Regions from separate parts of the Sus scrofa genome. Here regions 1, 2 and 4 are each linked to region 3. The links are chromatin contacts, called in public Hi-C and HiChIP or PLAC-seq maps. All regions are on one chromosome and are shown on one strand. The core of a region is the stretch at or near the end of the contact, and the rest is flanking DNA. Distances in the headings are between cores, read along the strand shown. Region 1 overlaps ARHGAP26 (rho GTPase-activating protein 26). Region 2 overlaps ARHGAP26 (rho GTPase-activating protein 26). Region 3 has its middle 110 kb from the start of NR3C1. Region 4 overlaps ARHGAP26 (rho GTPase-activating protein 26).

What was found. A called contact is a pair of places that touch in the nucleus more often than the background predicts. HiChIP or PLAC-seq counts read pairs in DNA pulled down with a chosen protein or histone mark.
Region 1: a contact with region 3 is called in an H3K27ac HiChIP or PLAC-seq map of skeletal muscle. The contact joins two enhancer-like sites. A contact is called at or near these places in 3 of 47 Hi-C or Micro-C datasets (liver and skeletal muscle) and 1 of 2 datasets of contacts at active chromatin or transcription factors (skeletal muscle).
Region 2: a Hi-C map of liver shows a contact between it and region 3, with 1.9 times the contacts expected there. The contact joins two enhancer-like sites. A contact is called at or near these places in 2 of 47 Hi-C or Micro-C datasets (both in liver) and 1 of 2 datasets of contacts at active chromatin or transcription factors (skeletal muscle).
Region 4: an H3K27ac HiChIP or PLAC-seq map of skeletal muscle shows a contact between it and region 3. The contact joins two enhancer-like sites. A contact is called at or near these places in 1 of 47 Hi-C or Micro-C datasets (skeletal muscle) and 1 of 2 datasets of contacts at active chromatin or transcription factors (skeletal muscle).

What each region holds. Positions count from the first base shown.
Region 1 is chr2:144,730,725-144,735,529 of Sscrofa11.1, reverse strand. All of the region lies in intron 20 of ARHGAP26 (rho GTPase-activating protein 26), which reads right to left. Among named protein-coding and RNA genes, the nearest start is that of NR3C1, 200 kb to the left of the region's middle. Within about 2 kb of position 3,074, at least 3 of the 83 cell types and tissues checked have an H3K27ac peak or open chromatin away from gene starts, as enhancers often do. A contact at or near this core is called in liver and skeletal muscle, where this site is marked.
Region 2 is chr2:144,765,199-144,769,397 of Sscrofa11.1, reverse strand. All of the region lies in intron 22 of ARHGAP26 (rho GTPase-activating protein 26), which reads right to left. Among named protein-coding and RNA genes, the nearest start is that of NR3C1, 160 kb to the left of the region's middle. Within about 2 kb of position 2,572, at least 32 of the 83 cell types and tissues checked have an H3K27ac peak or open chromatin away from gene starts, as enhancers often do. A contact at or near this core is called in liver and skeletal muscle, where this site is marked.
Region 3 is chr2:145,032,571-145,036,861 of Sscrofa11.1, reverse strand. No RefSeq gene overlaps it. Among named protein-coding and RNA genes, the nearest start is that of NR3C1, 110 kb to the right of the region's middle. Within about 2 kb of position 1,516, at least 9 of the 83 cell types and tissues checked have an H3K27ac peak or open chromatin away from gene starts, as enhancers often do. A contact at or near this core is called in liver and skeletal muscle, where this site is marked.
Region 4 is chr2:144,594,282-144,598,836 of Sscrofa11.1, reverse strand. ARHGAP26 (rho GTPase-activating protein 26) reads right to left here. Exons shown (of 23, transcript XM_021085449.1): 14 at 3,580-3,654. Among named protein-coding and RNA genes, the nearest start is that of ARHGAP26, 300 kb to the right of the region's middle. Within about 2 kb of position 2,951, at least 12 of the 83 cell types and tissues checked have an H3K27ac peak or open chromatin away from gene starts, as enhancers often do. A contact at or near this core is called in skeletal muscle, where this site is marked.

The DNA.
Region 1 (4,805 bases), core at 1,825-4,324, 300 kb after region 3:
TATTCTGCATTTTCAACAAAGCAGTTTATTATAAAACTATTCCCATGCCAATAAACTTTATCAGCAACATCACAGTTGCACTGTAGCCCACGGTGGTGTGTTAATTACCAAATCATCACCATTGGTGGACATTTAAATGATTTTTTTTTCATCCTTAGAAATAATACTGTGATGGAAGTCTATCTACCTTTGCAAATACCTCTGATTATTTCCTTCTGATAAATACGAGGAGTGCGATTACTGAATCAAAGGATAGTTAGCCCATCTGAAGACTTCTGACCCATATTTCCACACTATTCCCGGCAAAGATCAGGCTGTTATAGAATCCCACCTCCAGGGGGCCAATTTGGCCTCACACATGGACCTCCCCTTCTTCGGTCTCTTGGGTATATGGATTTTGTTTGCTTCTTTCAAGAGAGCCCCTTCAGGCCACTAAGTCCAAAATGGAGCTGAGCTCCTCTAGGTTCAAATCGTCCCTGCAAATAAGCGAGAGCTGGAAGAGGAAACAGCTCTGAGCCACTGCAGCGTTTCTCAACAAAGGGGTGATGGGAGGAGGGAGAAGAGGTTTGCCCAGGCGCTTCTCCTGAATTGAGAATTACTGGCTTCCTCCCGTCCATCCATCAGCCAGCCAAGCTCGAGCCCTGAATGACGGCGAGGGAATGAAGGAGTTTACATACAGCAGGGACAAACGCGACGAGCACAAACGTGCATGCAGTCACCCCACCACACCCCCAGCTGCAATGCTAGAGACACTCTGGCAGGTGAAATGTCCTGCCCCAGCCTCCATGGACTCAGCGGGGAACGTTCCTCAAGCATCCTTTTAAAGGAGCGAGAAAGGAAATGCGAGACATTCAAATATCGATAAGGAGAATTTCAGCTATAGCTCAAAAGAAGCCTTCTCCACCGCCGGACGGGGAGAAGGGACAGCTGGCATTTTGGAGTTGGCACATTCCTCCTGAAAGATCAATGTTGTCTCTGTATTTGACAGACGGATCTGGTCTAAGGTTTATTTGTTGAAATGGACAATGTAATATTCAGACCAGTGGCGTGTGCACACACACGCTGTTTCCCCTTAACCCTTTGCCCTCCGTGGAACTTGCAGAATCTCAGTGCCTTACCGCCTTGTGGGACGGTCCGAGTTTCTGCCCAGGGGCCAAGGGAACGTCAACTGGTGTGGCTTCCATGGGGAGAGGAAGCGACAGAACAGACACCAACAACAGGGGAGCCCAATTCTCGTGAAGCTAGGAAAAGGGAGTCCCTTCCCAGGTGCCTCTGCCACCTGCCCCTTCAGAATCTCTGCCCGCTCACAAGGACCACAGAGAGAGGCTTGCTTCGGCCACTGTGGTGGAGCCTCAGGGTTTGCGCTGGTACCCGGGGACCTGCACCGGGCTCCTAGGAGCGGGTGAGGGAAGCCCGGGGGAATTTCCACTGAGGGTGCAGCCACTGCTTTCTGGGTAACACACGGCATATGTGGGCAGGGAAGACTCAAGAAATGACTTGCCTGGAGCCCACTCGTTCTGCAAGCTGCTCGCCAGCTGAGGACAGACAGACTGCTGGTGTGTTCTGCAACTGCTCAGGGTGGGGACAAAGTCCTGGTGTGTTAGTGCCAGAGCTCAGGCCTTGTGTCCTTCCAGAGCAGTCGCTGAGCTGAAGAGCAGGAGGCGTTAACACTGACGCAGGGCTCGGTACCAGCAGGTCACGGAGGGCTTGGCTCTCCTCCGTCCTCACAACAGACCCAGCAGATGAAGCGCCCAGACAGACGGATGTGGTGTTCTGGAAAACCACAGAAAACCAACCTCCCAGGGAGTCTTAGACGCTGGGCCTACCCCAACCCACCTCCTGCCCTCATCTCCAGAAGTTCTTGGACAAGGGTGGTGCTGACATGTTTGGAGAGGTTATGTTGCCACCAGGAAGAGCACAAGTTTCCCGAAGGGGCCACTCTCGGGAAGGAAACAGTGTGACAGACTGCATGGAAACAGTGTGACAGACTGCATGCATAAGAACTCTAAAAGCTACCTAGCCACCCTGCTGCTGATGGGTTGGGTTCTGAGGGAGTCTTGACGCTAGATGAGCAGGGCCGTCTGCGCTCACAGCAACTGGCGGCATCAGCTTCCCAAGGGACCCGTGCTCTGAAGGATCAGGTGGACTGTGATTAAGCAAGGGCCTTACCCTGCAAAAATAGTTCCCCTGACATGATTTATGGAAATAGCTATTTACAAAGGATCTGAATTTGAGAATGGAGCAGCTAAAGATAGAGTGGCTATTTACTTAAGCACTGGCACGGCCGGGCCAGCATCCAGATTCAGCAAAAGGTTGGTCTCTATTTTCTAGGAAACTTCGGGACACTCTGGCCTGACAGATTCCGTGATGCGTACATAAAACTCAGTTGCCGTGTGGAGAACTTCCTAGGCCAATGACTTCAGGCAGGTGACAAATTACCTTGCACAACTTCTGTGCTAATGACAAGTTGAGGATAAAGGAATTCCTAGTCCTTAAACAAGCTTTTCTTTTTTCTTCTTTCCTTTCTCTTTTCTATCTTTCTTTCTTTTTGCTTTTTAGGGCCACACCCATGGAAATTCCCAGGCTAGGGATTGAATCGGAGCTGCAGCAGCCAACCTACACCCCAGCCACAGTAACGTGGGATCTGAGCCACGTCGGCGACCCACACCACACCTCACGGCAACGCTGGCTCCTTAACCCACTGAGCGAGGCCAGGGATTGAACCTACATCCTCACAGTACTCGTCAGATTCGTTTCCACTGAGTCACGATAGGAACTCCCAAGCTTTTCTTTTTAAAACTAAGGTGGATTCACCAAGAGGTGTGAAACAGCTTCGGAGTCAGGCTTTGTTCCTGGGTGCCGGGGATCCTGCTATATACGAGACAGTATGATGCTTGTTCTCATGGGGCTTAGAGCATCTTGAGGAGAGACGGACAACAAATTAGTGAGTTATGAGGCAAGATAAGACTTCAGAGGGAAAGTGCTATGAAGAAAATAAGATAGAAAATGGGCTGTGGTAGACAAGGATGGGTGGAGGGGTCAGAGGGTCAGGGCAGGCCAGGGCAAGGGAGGACCAGGGAAGATCCTTCTAAGGCAGCAGGAACAGGTGCTGCGGCGAGAATGAACTCAGTTTGTACACGGGTAAGCACCGGAGCATGGCAGGCAAGGGAGAGCCGTGTGACACGAGGTCAGAAGGGTCAGGGTAAGGCAATCAGCAAGGGCCAGGTCACGGGGGCTGGGCCGGAGCATTTAGAGTTTATTCTACCTGCACCTAGAAGGCCCTGGAGGGTTCAAGACGACTTCCTGAATCTGAAGCGTGGCTAAATATTTGAGGTGTTCAGAGATTTAAAAATTAAAAAACAAAAACAAAAAACCAGCCCCCCCCCCAAAAAAAAACCTCAGAGATGAGTGTCATTTCCTAAGTGGGGGCCCAAATTCTTTTTTTTTTTTTTTTTTTTTTGTGAAATTGATTGCCTAGACATCTTTTCCGGTGTACTTGATGTGTTGACTCATTCATAGAACAAGTGTGTATTATTAAGTGCCAGGCACCATCCTGGGTGCTAAGCAGGTACAATGGGGAAGACATCACTGGATCACAGAGAACTCGAGACAAGTGACCAGGGGATGCCGAGATGCTGGGATGGTGCTCTCCTGGGGTTAAGTGCTTCCCTGACATGCAGGGGTTCCCCTACCTGGTCTAGGAGGGAGCGAAGGGGCGAGCAGGGAGAAGCAAGAAAAGCTAATGATGACCCGGGGATCCCTGGAGGTGAGAAGACACAGGTGAGCCCCAGGTTACGGAAGTGAGACAAGTTCAGGAGGGCCCGAGGAGAGGGTTTAAACAGAGTCAGGCAGGGGTGTATCTCCCAGGACCTCTCCGTACGGATTCTGGAGTTTATGGTACAATGGCGGGGGCCGGAACATCAAGAGTTTTAAGCAGGGAGAGTTCCCACTGTGGCACAATGGCATTGGCAGTGTCTCTGCAGTGCCAGGACGCAGGTTCGATCCCCAGCCCGGCACCTTAGGTTAAAGCATCTGGTGTTGCCGCAGCTTCAGTATAAGTCGCAGCTGTGGCTTGAATCTGATCCCTAGCCTGGAAACACCATATGCCGTGGGGTGGCCAAAAAGAAAAAGAAGAAAAAGGGTTTTAAGCAGGGGAGCACTGTGTTCAAGTGTGTACTCTAGAATCGCCACGAGGGTTGCAGGATTGGTAATGAGGTGGTGGGGCGGGCCAAGGGTCAGGAAGACCAGAAGGGCAGGGCTGGGGCGAGGGTGGGGAGGCTGGGCGGGAGGCAAGGGGACTGGGCTGAGAGAGGCAGAAGTGACAGGTCCTGAAGACTGATGAGAAATCGGTGATCAATGAAGAGGTAAAGGAAGCTGGCCAGGTTTCCAGGCACCAGACGGCGAGTGGAGAAACGCATGGAAACAGGAAGTGCGGATGAGGAACAGGGCTGGGTGCGGGGTAGGGAGGGTTGGGTGCTGGGGCTCAGCAGACAGGTGGACCTCAGGTCTCAACAAGAGGCAGGAGATCTGGGACACGGAGACCTCTGGTATGATGCTGGTGATGCAACCACAGCCAGGGTGGGACCCCTCAGAGTAGGAAGACGATTTAAAGCCACACCCTGAGAAATGACAACTCTCAAGAGCCAAGGAGCCCTCAGAGGTCTGAGACTGAGGCAGAGAGTGTGGTCCCCCCAAAGACAAGCCAAGAGAGGGCTTTAAATGGAGGGGGCTGCTGACCATGTCCGAGTGTTGCCGGGAATGAAGCAGAATGGGGGCTGAGAAGGGTGTGTGCACTGGTGACTCGG
Region 2 (4,199 bases), core at 1,323-3,822, 270 kb after region 3:
TCAGAGAGCAGAACTGCTAGGAGTGGAGCCCAGGGATCTGCATTTTAACTCATTCACAGAAAGCTGTCACTTTGCTGTGCCAAAATGTCCTGTAATCCTGATTATAAGAATTAATGGGGGAGAGAGGCAGCTCCAGAGGCGTCCTGTGGTCTTCTATTTCCCTTCCTCGTCCTTCAAGGCTTCGTTGAAGCCCCACCTCCTCCATAAATAGCATAAATATATCATCACACGCCATCTACCTGCTCCCCTGTTCGCCAGGCTCGTGGGATGTTTACCGTACATTTTGCATATTGCTCCTGGCCCTGTTAATGCAGTTCAGATGTGTTAAGCTTTGGTTCCCCCACTAGCTTTTAGCGCATTTTAGTTTGGATTCTATTCCTTGACATTCTTCGTGGACGGCCGACTCGTGAATCACAATGATGGAATTGAACAACGACAGGACTTCCTCTGTGGCTCATGGCTCACATGCTAACTACTCGGCACTGTCTCTGCAGGGGCTCTGGTTCGATCCCTGCACTGGGACCTTTCATATGCTGCAGGTCGCACATTTAAAAAACACAACAAAACCAGAGGTGAACAACTACAAATGGAGACTTGGAAACAGCCATGAACTAAGAGATTTAAACATATATTCACTCACTTGGTCTTAAAGATCGTAGCTTGTCATATTACTACCCCCATTTCACAGATGAGAAAATCAAGGTGGAGAGAGGCAAATTCATTTGTGCAAGGTCCCAACAGTAGAACCAGAATTTGCACCTGGCTTGTTTGAGCCCAGGGACCAAGCGCTTTTCCACGGCACGATCCTTTATCCAACCAGAAAACAGGCTCCTGGAGGATCAGCACAACGGGCCGGGGCGAGCCCACACTAAGCAGTGGGCCCTTTGCTAAGGGCTTCACCTGCATCTCTTCTTCTTGCCTTCAGAAAGACCTCGAAGAGGGCTCTGCCTGTATTCTCGTTTTACTGACGAGAAACAGAGGCTTGGAGAAGTTAAGTGTCTTGCCCCAAATGACAGTGCACGACAGAGGTGGATCTGAACTCAGGACACCTGACTCCAGGGTCTGTGGCCTTTGGCGCTACCACGTGGGCCCGGCTCAATGCTCTGTACGTCGAAGATGCTCAGAAGTACTTGCTGGGCTGAGTCACACCCATGTCCAACCTTCTGAATGGCACCAGTGTCCCCGGTGCTATGCAAACACATGCAGGAGTCTATGCCAGCCCAGCAGGCATGTGATAAATATAAGCAGGTGCTGACACAGGCCTGCCCCGCCAGCTACGCTCTCTCAGCTCAATCCACATCCACACCATACGCCCCTGCACACATGTGGCTCATGCTCCTCTGGCACCTTCATGCGCTGTGGACCAGGAGCAAGTGTGGGACTAAGACCTCTGATGGCCCGCTGCTCCAAGCGGAAGCAGCCCTGGCTGCAAGAGACACAGACCCCTGTGTAGCTGAAGATGTGGGCTCACTGAACAAACACACGGTGCCAGGTCCCTGCCCACAGGACAGAACAAGCGGATGAGAGTCTGCTCTTGGGGAGGAACCATCTAGACAGAGAGTAAGCCTGAGCGGGGCGCAAGAGACTGGCAGGGGGCGGGGCGGAGGGGGGGCGGGGAGCTCGGAAACCTGAAACCTAAATAATCCAAAGGAGCCGGCCAGGCAGGGGATTACACGAGGGTAAAGGCCCGAGATGGGGAGAAGCTTGTGGTTTCCGAAGAGCGGTCTGCAAGTTTTTCTGAAAAAGCCTCATCATCGCTGTGTCACTGCTCAACTCTGCTACTGTTGTGCCACAGAGAACATGTGAGCAGAGAGACACGGGTGGCTGGGTTCCAGGGAGGCTTTGTTTACAAAAACAGGCTGCGGGCTGGATTCCACTGGCAGGTCAGGGTTTGCTGACTCTGAGAACATAAAGAAGCTCCCGGAGGCTGCCGTGACTCGAGCTAGGGTGAGAGGGGCCAGAGGGCAGGCGCAGGACCAAGAGCTCCGCGCCCATGATGCTAAGAGCAACAGGAGGCTACTCGAGCACCAGAAGCAGGAGAATAACACGCGACTTCCATTTTTCGAAGATCAGCCTGGCTGCTGTGCAGAGCGTGGGTTACGGGAGGCAGGAATGCAAGTGACGAGACCAGTCCGGCAGCTGGCGGCCACGCCCTGGGGGGAGGTTGAAAGGCTCCACCGAGGAACTCCCCCATCGCCCCACGGCCTGAGAGGTCCTTTATTAGCAAAGGACACCGGGGGCAGCCCAGCCTGTACCCTGGGAATGAAGGATCCCGCCCATGTCAGATCCTGATTAAAAGTATCCCCAGAAGCCGACTGCAGTGAATGCATGTGAATTTTCCAGGTACCACTAATCACACTGCTTCTCGATGACTAATGCTCCTGAGAACACGAGTTCTTGCTCTTTCCAGTTACTGTCTGAGGTGCTCTTGGAGAAATGGATAGTTTCCTAGTAGACGGTCAAGGGCTGACAGCGGAGTTATTTCTGAGTATTGCACAGCCATTCCCCATGGCACAGAGTCCAAACGCCGACGGAGCAGCCTCTCCAGATGCGCAGCGGTCCCCGGAATCCAGAGGCTTGGAGATGAATCATCATGAACCACAGACTTTCCCCTCCAGGTGCCCCTCCCTCTTCCTCCTCCTCTTCTTCTTGATCCTGATAAAGATCTCTCTCTCTCTAACACACACACACACACACACACACACACACACCCTCTCTCTCTCACTAGCTCACTCTTCTGTTACTAGGAAACTCTCTTCTGATTGGTCTGATGATGTAACCTGACAGCAACAGAGCATCCAACTCAAACTGCTCTTACTTGGTATCTCCAGCAATAAGTTACCAAGAGAGAGAACAACAACAAAAAAAGATCTCCTGAACAAGGAAATAGTTATTTTCTCCTCTAATGCCCCCTTTCTACGGAAGAGGTGAAGGCCGGGGGAAAGGAGGCTATTAGTAGCATTTTCCAAATATCGGACATCCTAAAACATTACCAACCAACCAGTCTGAACCCCGGCTGACACTCTGTCAGACCCCTTCTTCGACAGCAGCTCAGTCCACACTGAGCGGTGTTGTTCTTGGGGCTGGATTTGGCCTTTGGCTCTTCAGGGAATTGGAAAGGTCACTGGCATTGCTAGTGAAAAAGAAAACTAGTGTCAACGAACCCTGCCCTGACCCCTAGAGACCACAGGAAGGCAGGGGGAGGCCTGAGACTCGCTTGAGCTCTCGCTGTTCTTATAGGCTTTGTGGCAGTTACTGAACTGGGAGGCAGGGGAGTCACAGAACCTGCTGGGAAGGAAAGGACTTGGCAGTGAAAAATCAAGTATCTTCTGTCTTTTTTTTTTTTTGGTTAGTTAAACCAGTTCAAAAAGGAGATGTAAAAACAGAAGAAGGTGGGCATGTCAAAGGTACAACCGCTGTGGAAATCAGTCCCGCGGTTCCTCAAACAGTGAAACAGAGTTACCACGTGACCTAGCAAGCCCATCCCGAGGTGTGCTACCAAGGGAGTGGAAAACAGCCACCCCCCCAAAAAAAAAACTTGTATGTGGATGTTTACAGAGACATTACTAATAACAGCCACAAGTGGAAATAATGGAAAGGTCCCTCAATGGCATAACCAAATGTGGTACATCCATACAATGGAATATTACGCATCAAGAAAAAAGGAGTGAGGTGCTGATGCCTCCAACATGGGTGATGTTGCAAATACTATACAAAGTGAAAGAAGTCAGTCACAAAACCACGGTGTGTATAATTCCATTTCCGTGAAACTGCTGCAGGGAACAGGGGTGGTGAAGCTATTGCGGAACTGGTGCTGATGGGTGCACTAAGACCTAGTAAACTGTATATTTGAAATGGGTAAGCTGTATGGTATGAAATAAATAAAGCTGCTTAAAACAATGGAAGAAGGCTGCACGCAGGTAGAGGAGGTCCAAACAAGACACACAGCCATACACAGAGCTTTTGAGAGCTTAGGCCACCCCTGCCCCTGGGATCAGGGGTCGTCTGCGCTATCAGAGCGAACAGCTAATGGGAACACGCAGTCCCTTGTCCATGGGAGTGGTGAATTCTGGTTTAAAGGACAGACCTTTAAACTCAGATTCCCCGAACATGTCGGAATCTCTCAAATTTTGCTCATTTGTTGGCAGAAGCACCTGCCCTGCCAGTTCAGGGCATGCAGCCCACGCACACAGCCCACT
Region 3 (4,291 bases), core at 267-2,766:
GCTGAGAGGACTAAAGTTGGTGTGTGGTAGGTGCATGGCCCAGGCTGAGCCCTAGAGCTCATAAGCAGTAACTGCTATCATCATTTATGATGAAACACTATTTAAAAAGAAAATTCTGTAACTCAGGCTTTTAACCCCAGGACAAACTTTTTTTTTTGGCTTTTTAGGGCCACACCTGTGGTACATGGATGTTTCCAGGCCAAGGGTCAAATCAGAGCTGCATCTGCCAGCCTACACCACAGCTGCAGCCACGACCTACACCACAGTTCACAGCAATGCTGGATCTTTAACCCACTGAACGAGGCCAGGGATTGAACTCACGTCCTCGTGGATACTAGTTGGGTTTGTTACTGCTGAGCCACAATGGAAACTCCAAGGACAAACTCTTTTATCAGTGAGAGCCAAGCAAGGGTTTATTGTGTTTGCTAGGGTGACTATTTTTAGAATTTTCCTTAGATTTCTCAGTTTAGAAATAATTTAGAAATTAGAGTTGGATCCTTCTTCTGTAGATGGGACAGTTCAGTCCCACAGGGGGCAGTTCTGAAGTGACATGGAGTCAGGCAAGTTGCTGATAAAAATACTCAGTTCATAACAAAGGTCTTGGCTTCATTAGAACTAATGACATATGGTCTCTATGCTATGTTTATTCCACTTCCTGGGCAAAAGGCACTTGGAGACTCATTCCAATAAAAGGAGTTGCAGTCTATATATAAGGGGCCTAATCTTAACCGTTGTGATTTTTGATACCAGTTTTCTAAAAAGAAGAAGAGTCAGCACAGTCTGGTTCTTAATGTATCTCTCCAGTGCTCAGCCATGGACCAGCCACTGTGCTCAGTGTTCTATGTGAATTGCCTGTGCGTTAGATACCATACCTATACCCATTTTCACAGATGACAACACGGAGGCTTAAGCTATGAGGTCTGCTACTCCCTTACCCGCCTGACAAACCCCCATCAGTGTCATCCTGACCAGGCTCTCTATGCGACTAAGGAGTGTGTACCTTCTCTTCAGGCTGACTGTGAAGTGTACGAGCAGATTCCTGGGCAAGTCACATCACCTCTTTGCACCTCAGTTTCCTCACTGGTCAAACAGGGAAAACTTTTTACCTCAGATACAACTGTTGTGAGGGTTAAATGAGATGATGCCTGTCAAGCACTTAACCTGAAACAACCTGCCTCTCTCTTCAGGAGCCCCGCCCGTCCCTTCTGGAATATCACACTTTACTTGATCGGAAAGAATTTCCCCAGATGGTCCAGCCTGACAGTCCGCTGTTCCCAGCCAAGGTCGTGTTCCATAGCTAGCTCCACCCCACCCCACCCCACCCCCCGTTTTGGCTTCCTCAGCTGGAAGGTTCATCTTTCATGGTCATTACAACTTCCTTCATCAGTGCCATTAATTCCCAGTCTAAGAAATGTATGAATTCCTGTGATTCTGTTGGTTTCTGGGCTAAAAGATTTAACAGATCTCCAGAGTCACATGCTTCTCTGTTCCCAGGCTTCCTCTTCATAAAAATGAAATCTTAAGGAAATCCATCAGGCCAGCTTGTTCATTCTTAAGGGATGTGCCTTGAAGAAAGGCTTTGCATTATACCTCTGCTCTTGCCAGGCTGCATGAAGTCACCGAGGGCCACATACCACGCTAAATTCTCTCTCTCTTTCTCCTTCTCTCTCTCACCTCCCCACCTACTTGCATATTGTCCTCTGTTTTCAATATCATATATCATTATCATTATCATATCATCCTCTGTTTTCATTATCATATTTTGTCATCACCTTCCCTAGAAGGACATTTAAAAAATAGGCTCTGGAGCCAGGCTTCCTGGGGGGAAAAGTGACCCCACTACTTCCTTAGCTGTGTGATCCTGGTAAACTGAGTGCCCTCCCTGTGCCTAGTTCCTCATCTCTAAAAGGAGATATGAATAGCACCTACCTCATAAGGTTATTTGAGAAGTAAATGAACGGAGCACTTAAAACAGTACCTGGCCCATGGCGACCTCATATGCGATTAGTGTTGTTCTAGTCAATAGATGGCAAACTCTGGTTTTGAAAGGTCAATAACTTACACAAGGTCACGCAGGCTCTGAGGTGCAGAGCTGGCACTGGCTGATGGCAAAGCTGTAGTGATGGCAGTGCTGTGCTGCCTCCTGTTTAACACACACGGTGTACTCAGCAGGCACAGCTGAGCATGGCAGAACACTCAGAAGAGACAAACGCCCTTTGACCATCAGTTTCACTTCTAAGAATTTGACTGAAGCTTGAGCAAGTATATAAAGGCCCACGGATAAGGATGCCTATTGCGACATTATTTGAGATGGCATCAGACCAGGGTACATTTTCAGTGAATAGGAGTTCTCTCTGTGGTGTAGCAGGTTAAGCATCTGGCTTTGCCTTTGCAGGATCAATCCCCAGCCAGGGAACTTCCATAGGCCATGAGTGCAGCCAAGGGAAGAAAAAAAAAAAACTAGAATATAAAAAGGCTGTTAAAATGTAGTACAAACTAAATAAATCAGTGTTTCTCTCTGTATGATCTGTTGAGTCTGAATTTTCATGGAAAATGTCAAATTGACTTTTTAAATATCATTGGGGAACAGGCTGTGGGAACTCTTCCCAGGCTAGAGAGAGAATTGGGACTCGAGTATTCTTTTCCTCTCTCTCTCCTCCCTCTTCTTTTTTTGTTTTATTGAAGTAGAGTTGATTTACAATACCGTGTTAGTTTCAGGTGTACAGCACAGTGATTCAGTTATATATGCATGTTTGTATTATGTATTCTTTTTCGGAGTATTTTCCCCTATAGGTTATTGAAAAATATTGAGTATAGCGCCCTGTGCTATAGGTAGGTCCTTGTCGGTTATCTATTTCACATGTAATAGTGTGTATATGTCAATCCCAAACTCCTAATTTATCCCCCACTGATTCCCCTTTGTTATCTTCCTCTCCCTTGATGGCTCTCCAACTCTGAGCACCAAAGTGCCTCGCATGTCAAGGTTCGCCAGACCTAGGAGCTCAACTTTATTTCCAGAAGGAAAGAGAGTTCCTTTACGGGTGCTGGTGCCTGGCCCACCTGTGATAGGTGGGGTGAGCGGTATGCAACTGGGTCCCCTGCCTATGACCGCAGGAGACACTGCGGTTCTCCAGACTCACGCTGCCGTGTGGACCAACCATATGGAAAACGAATACCTGGATGGTCGGGCAAAGGCTTAGGCTTCTTTTTTTTTTTAATTAAAAAAAAGGTGTTATGCTGTTTAACACAGAGCACTGTGCACTTCCCTTTGCATGTGTAGACACAACCCTGCTTGAATCTGTATTAAAAAATAGAATTGGCAATGGCTTTTGCTCCCCCTGAGCTTGCCAAAAAGGTTGGAAGTGAGCATGCTTCTTCCTGCCTCTCTTGGCTGTGTTCCCTCTTAGAAGCTGGTGGAGACAGGATCCTTCTCTTCCATAACTTTCCCTTGAGCGGTAAGTGGGCTAAGGGGTGGGGTCCAGGAGAAGCACCCCCACCTTCCATAATCAAGGAGGTGCTGATGTAGAAAGATCAGGTGCTGGCAACAAAACTGAGGAGCTTCTGATGAAGTTCCCATGCTGTTTAATCCTTAATCATCCCTCCTGGCATACTTCCCATTGCTACTGCTTGCTTAAAATTGGAAAGGACTAATTGCCTCAATCTGTATTTTCTATAAAGCCAAGCTCAATGCAAAACCCACAGGGACTCCTTGCATGATCACCGTGACCTAATAGGCTATTTTATTTGCTTCCAAGAAGCTTCTTCCATCTTCCTCTTACATTCTAAAATTTTCTTAGTCCCAAGTGACAGTCAGCGATATGGGAGATATCGAAATGCTTCCTGCAGAGAAACAAGATGTTAGTTGAATTCCATACCCATCTCTCCAAATGGGTTTAATTATCAATGCGGTTTGCTGCCATGAACGTGAGTCTTTATGGAAATTACCTTAACTATTTTGTTTTTCCTAAAGACTATTCTGGAGATGAAAATAATCATTAAGCCTCACAGCTTCTACACCAAAAAATGTCAGATTGTTTCAGCTAATTAAAATTGAAATTTGAGGGCTCTTGTGATCTCAAATATGTCATTCAAATGTAGGCTTTCTCAGGAGAAAAAGTTTGTTGCACACTTCAGGAATGAAATTACAAGATCCACCCAAGTTATTGCATAAACTTTTGGTTTCTACACAAAGGCTAATCCTGTGCACATGCAGAGAAGCCCAGCCCCAGGTGCTGTCCCTTCTTTGCCAGAGAGACAGCTATCTCTCCTCCTAATGCTTGAATTCTGCCTT
Region 4 (4,555 bases), core at 1,702-4,201, 440 kb after region 3:
CCAAATCGTACTCAACACCGGGGTCCATAACAGGACATCCAGTGACGACAGAACAAAGAATCCGTGAATGAACGGGTCACACTCAGCCCGGCCACGTCAGGGAGAGGTTTGGGAGCACAGGAGCTGCATTTCGCTGACACTCGTGGCTAACCCAGTCTAGGACAAGTCCCAGAATTGATGAAGATGACGGAACGTTCACAAAAGGGAAGGGAGACAGGGCTCTGCCTTCAGGTCTGGAGCTTCTCTGGCCTAATGGGGGATCCCTCAATTTCCAGAATCACATAATTTAGCTTAATTGACCGGTGAGACTCCTGGGTACCATTCATAACCCTTTGCATTAATCTTGCACTGCGGGCATCTCCAGCTCTGATGGAACCTCTGTTGGGAATCCAGTCTATCTGAATGTCCTCCTGGAAGAGACAGCTGGCTGGCCTTGTGACTTTCAGCAGCTGGTTATTAGTTTCTCACGACATTTCTCAGATGTTCATGATTATTCCCTGGGAAAACTGAGGAAGAGGACAGGACAACGATTTTGTTCAAAGGTCACTAAGAAAAGTGCTAACAACAAGATCTTTTCATACTACTCTTTGCTTATTAGCACAGCTGAGCTAAGATGGCTCTTTTTTAAATTAGCCAACTCATATAAAATGTCATACTTCTTGTCATCGGTGTCACCTTACATATCATCATCTGCCGTCTTTGAAATCTCTCTGCCCCCTCGTCTCCCCTGGATCTAGTTGGTCACAAAGCCTGTTGATTTTCTCTCTCCTGTCACTTCGAGCCTGGGCTTTTCCCCTGATATCAGAGCAGCCATCCGGCTCAGCCCTTGATTGGCTATGCCCTGCCTCATCTATCGCAGCCATCTCTTCCCCCATGTGTTGCCATGAACAGACACGTGCTCCACACAAACGAGCATCTACCAAGTTATGCCTAGCATCTAAAAAGTTGGACATACTTTTAAAGAAAAAAAAAGAATCACCCAGCAGCCATTATTTCAGAAAAGCACTCTTCCATCGTTCTATTCATAACCCTGCTTAGTCCCCAGGGTTCTATGGCGGAAGCGTCTCCCAGAGGTGGTGTGGGATCACCAGAGACAAGCGTAGGATCCAGGCCGTTGGGATCCATCTGCTGTAGGGCATGTGACCGGTCTGAGACTGGGAAATGAAACACCTGAATGGCCCCATATTGACCAGTGGTCCACCCCGGGACCTTCTGTCAAAACCATCAAGAGAGACACTCTCCTCTCAGTGATGCAAGGGCCAAGGACTGCTGAGGCTGCACCATCCAAGACCTTCCTGCAGACAACAGAGCCCACACACAGACAGGCAGAGCTCATGGATGCCGAGAAGCCAGAAGAAAGGGTAGGGAAAGGTTCAAACCAATGTGGAGCCACCAGACCCCGCCATGCTTCTGCCATCTTGGACGTGGCGGGAATGGGAACAAGCAGCCTATTCTGAACTGCCTTCTTGACACATTTGTGCAAAAGAGTACTAACACACACAACGCCACTACTTAAAAATTTAATGGCATCTTACTTCCTACAGAGGAAAAAAGAAAACAAAAAAACCAAATCCTTAGAATAATTTCAAGTTCCTCAACCAAAGAGGCCACCCCCGCTGTGCAGCTTGAACCCTCCTGTCCCAGCCTTAAGGACTTCCAGATATTAAAATAAGAATAATAATAGTGGAATCAATACTTTCGGTTCATAGTAGTTCTGACTCTGAATTCTTCTGTTCTCTCCTCCGCCACTCTGTCTTCCAGATCCAGTCTGCGTTAGGTGCCAGTATCATAAATGACAGCTTACATCCATAACGACCCCCTACCTGGACACTTTGCAAACAAGGAATGACTCTGTCTCAAGTGTCATCTCTAGCACCTGACCATCGGCTTCAGAGAGCAGACCTTTCACAAACACATGCAGGTCAGATTGGAAACGAAAGACGAGGAGTGACACCTGTTAGATGCCATTCTTTCTTACGTTAGAATTTGCAAAAATTAACTAAATCACCATACAACCCAGCTACTGCACTCTTGGGCATTTATCCCACAGAAAAAAAAAAAATTAATCTTCATACAAAAACCTGTACACAGGGTTTTAGCACCTTTATTTGTCCCCAGGCTAAAACAAACCCAGCTGTCCTTCAATGGATAAATGGATAGACAAACTGGTCCACAGATACCACGGCCTACGACTCAGCGACGAAAAAGAGCTATTAACATACGGGACAGCTTGAATATCTCTGAAGGGAATTATGCTGATGGGAAAAAAAGCTAATTCCAAAGGACGCCATGTATGTAATAACCTTGAAATGACAAAAATCACAGAAATGGAGAACCAGTGGGTGGTTGCCAGGGGTTCAGGACGGGGGTGAGATGGGAGCTCAGGCAGGTGGTGATGGACTGGTTCTGCGTCTTGACCGTATCAACATCCTGGCTGTGATACTGTTGCTGTGATCTAGCAACATGTTAGCACCGGAGCAAAGTGGGAAGAGGTACTCCGGAGAGCTCTGTATTATCTCTTAGAACTGCATGGGAATCGACAGTCACCTCAGAGTAAAAAGTTTAGTTGGTTTTTTTTTTTTCAACACTAACTCTACCCCAAACCCGAACCAAAAATCAGATTCTCAGTGCAAGAGAACCTCACTAATAATCCGAATTTCAAACAAAAGATCTCAGTGCAACTATCATACATGAGGGTTTTGCTTCCAAGAGGCAAGGAGCTCTCTCGAAAAGAAGCAGTTTTTCTGATCAGCATGAAGGAGGGATCTCCTTAGGTATACAAATTATTTTGCGAAACTGGGACAGTAAAAAGGAATGACCAATACGACCAAGAGACGTGTCCCTGCCCCGAACAGCTCAGGGACCCCGCGTGACAGCCTAAGAGTGCCTGACTGGGCTTCCACGCGGATGAGTAAGAGGCACGGATCTGTGAAATCCGAGCTGTCTGCCATTTAGATCCACGTGACTCCCCGAGGCGGCCTGCATTCATATCTAAAAATACAGGAAATCTGCATGGCTCTGCGTGGCTCATGGGCTCATGGGTTTTTGATTCAAAAGCTGCACATTTGGAGATAGTGGTTTTGTATTTACACCAGCCAGCTCCAAAGGAGGTTCTGCTGCTCACGTGACAGAGACGAGGTGGAAATCGGACGCAAAGAGGGTCAGGGGACTTCTCGGCTGCACATTTAATCTGGGAGTCGGGGCGGTCCCTTCTCAGGCACGGGGAACATGAGGTCTGAGTCCTCTTCAGGCCACAGGCTGACCTCCCTTGGGCAATGGGTGGACCCCATGAGATGCCCATCTCCAAGAGGACAGAGGGAGACAGGACAGAGGAGAGTGTGGTGGTCCCGTGAGCGCCACTCGCAGCGTCTACAGACAGAAGGGTGTGGTGCCTTGCACCTGCCGTTTTTTGTTTTGTCCAGTCCTACTCAGTGTCTTTGCTACTAATGCCCATGGCCACGACCACTGGTGAGTGGGCAGCTGATTTCCGGACGTAGCTCTGGGACACCCAGATCCCTTCCCAGGAGGCTCTCCCTTTAAGCCCTGGGAGCTGCCTGGCAGGGCCACCGCCGCACTCACCCATCAGCACACTCAGCAGCTTCTGCACTCTGGAATTGACCCCCACGATCCGGTAGAGCCCCTGCTCGTTGATCCCTGAGAAGAGAAACAGTGATGATTCAATTAGAGGCGTGTCAGAACCCAAGGCAGGCCAAGCCGGCCAAAGGCACTTTTTTCATTTTCTCGGTCCTTCTAAAAGCGGCTCTAATTAAAGTCCCCTGTCACTCAGCGCTGCTCTTAGCGAGGGAGTGGGATTTGGTACAGCTGTCTCGGATTTCACGCATGTGCTGCCCACCTCAGCCCTCGTGTTAGTTCAGTCATCAGAGGCAAAGGGAGCCTCCCGCTTCTCTTGCCAAGGCAGCGTTGGAAGTGTTTTGAAAGATGCGAAACACAGACTTTAAAACATGTTGTCTTTAACCAGGTTTTTTAAATTTAAAAGCCGGAAGTGAAATGACAAAGAATTTCCTACTGCAGAAAAGAATAAACACTTGGTGATCTATGGTCACATCCGGAATGCAAATATTGAGGTGTTAGGGCATTTTTAATTTGGGACAACATTATAAGCCAAGAAAGACTGAGAAGTTTAAAAATCCATTCATTTGTGGCGCAAATAGTCTTTTTATTATTGTTATTTTTTTCTTCCCCTTTTCAGGGCCGCTCTGGCGGCATTTGGAGGTTCCCAGGCTAGGGGGTAGCACAAATAGTCTTTATCAAGAAAAAAGAGGGCCAGCTTCACTGAACCCTAGGAAAGGTGCACCTAGAGCAGAGGGGTTTACCTTTACACAGCCAGACTAGGAACCAGCACTAACTGAACTCCGAGGATTAGGTCACCACGGGTCATGTACATTCAGCCCAAGTGATGCACAATGTCTTTGCTCCGTTGGTCCCAGACCCATCTTTTCTGCCGGCGCTCAACTCACCGGTCTCCTGCTGCCTCTTATTCCTCTCACGTCCACTCTCCAACCAGGACCCCAAAAGAATGTCTCAGAGTATAAAT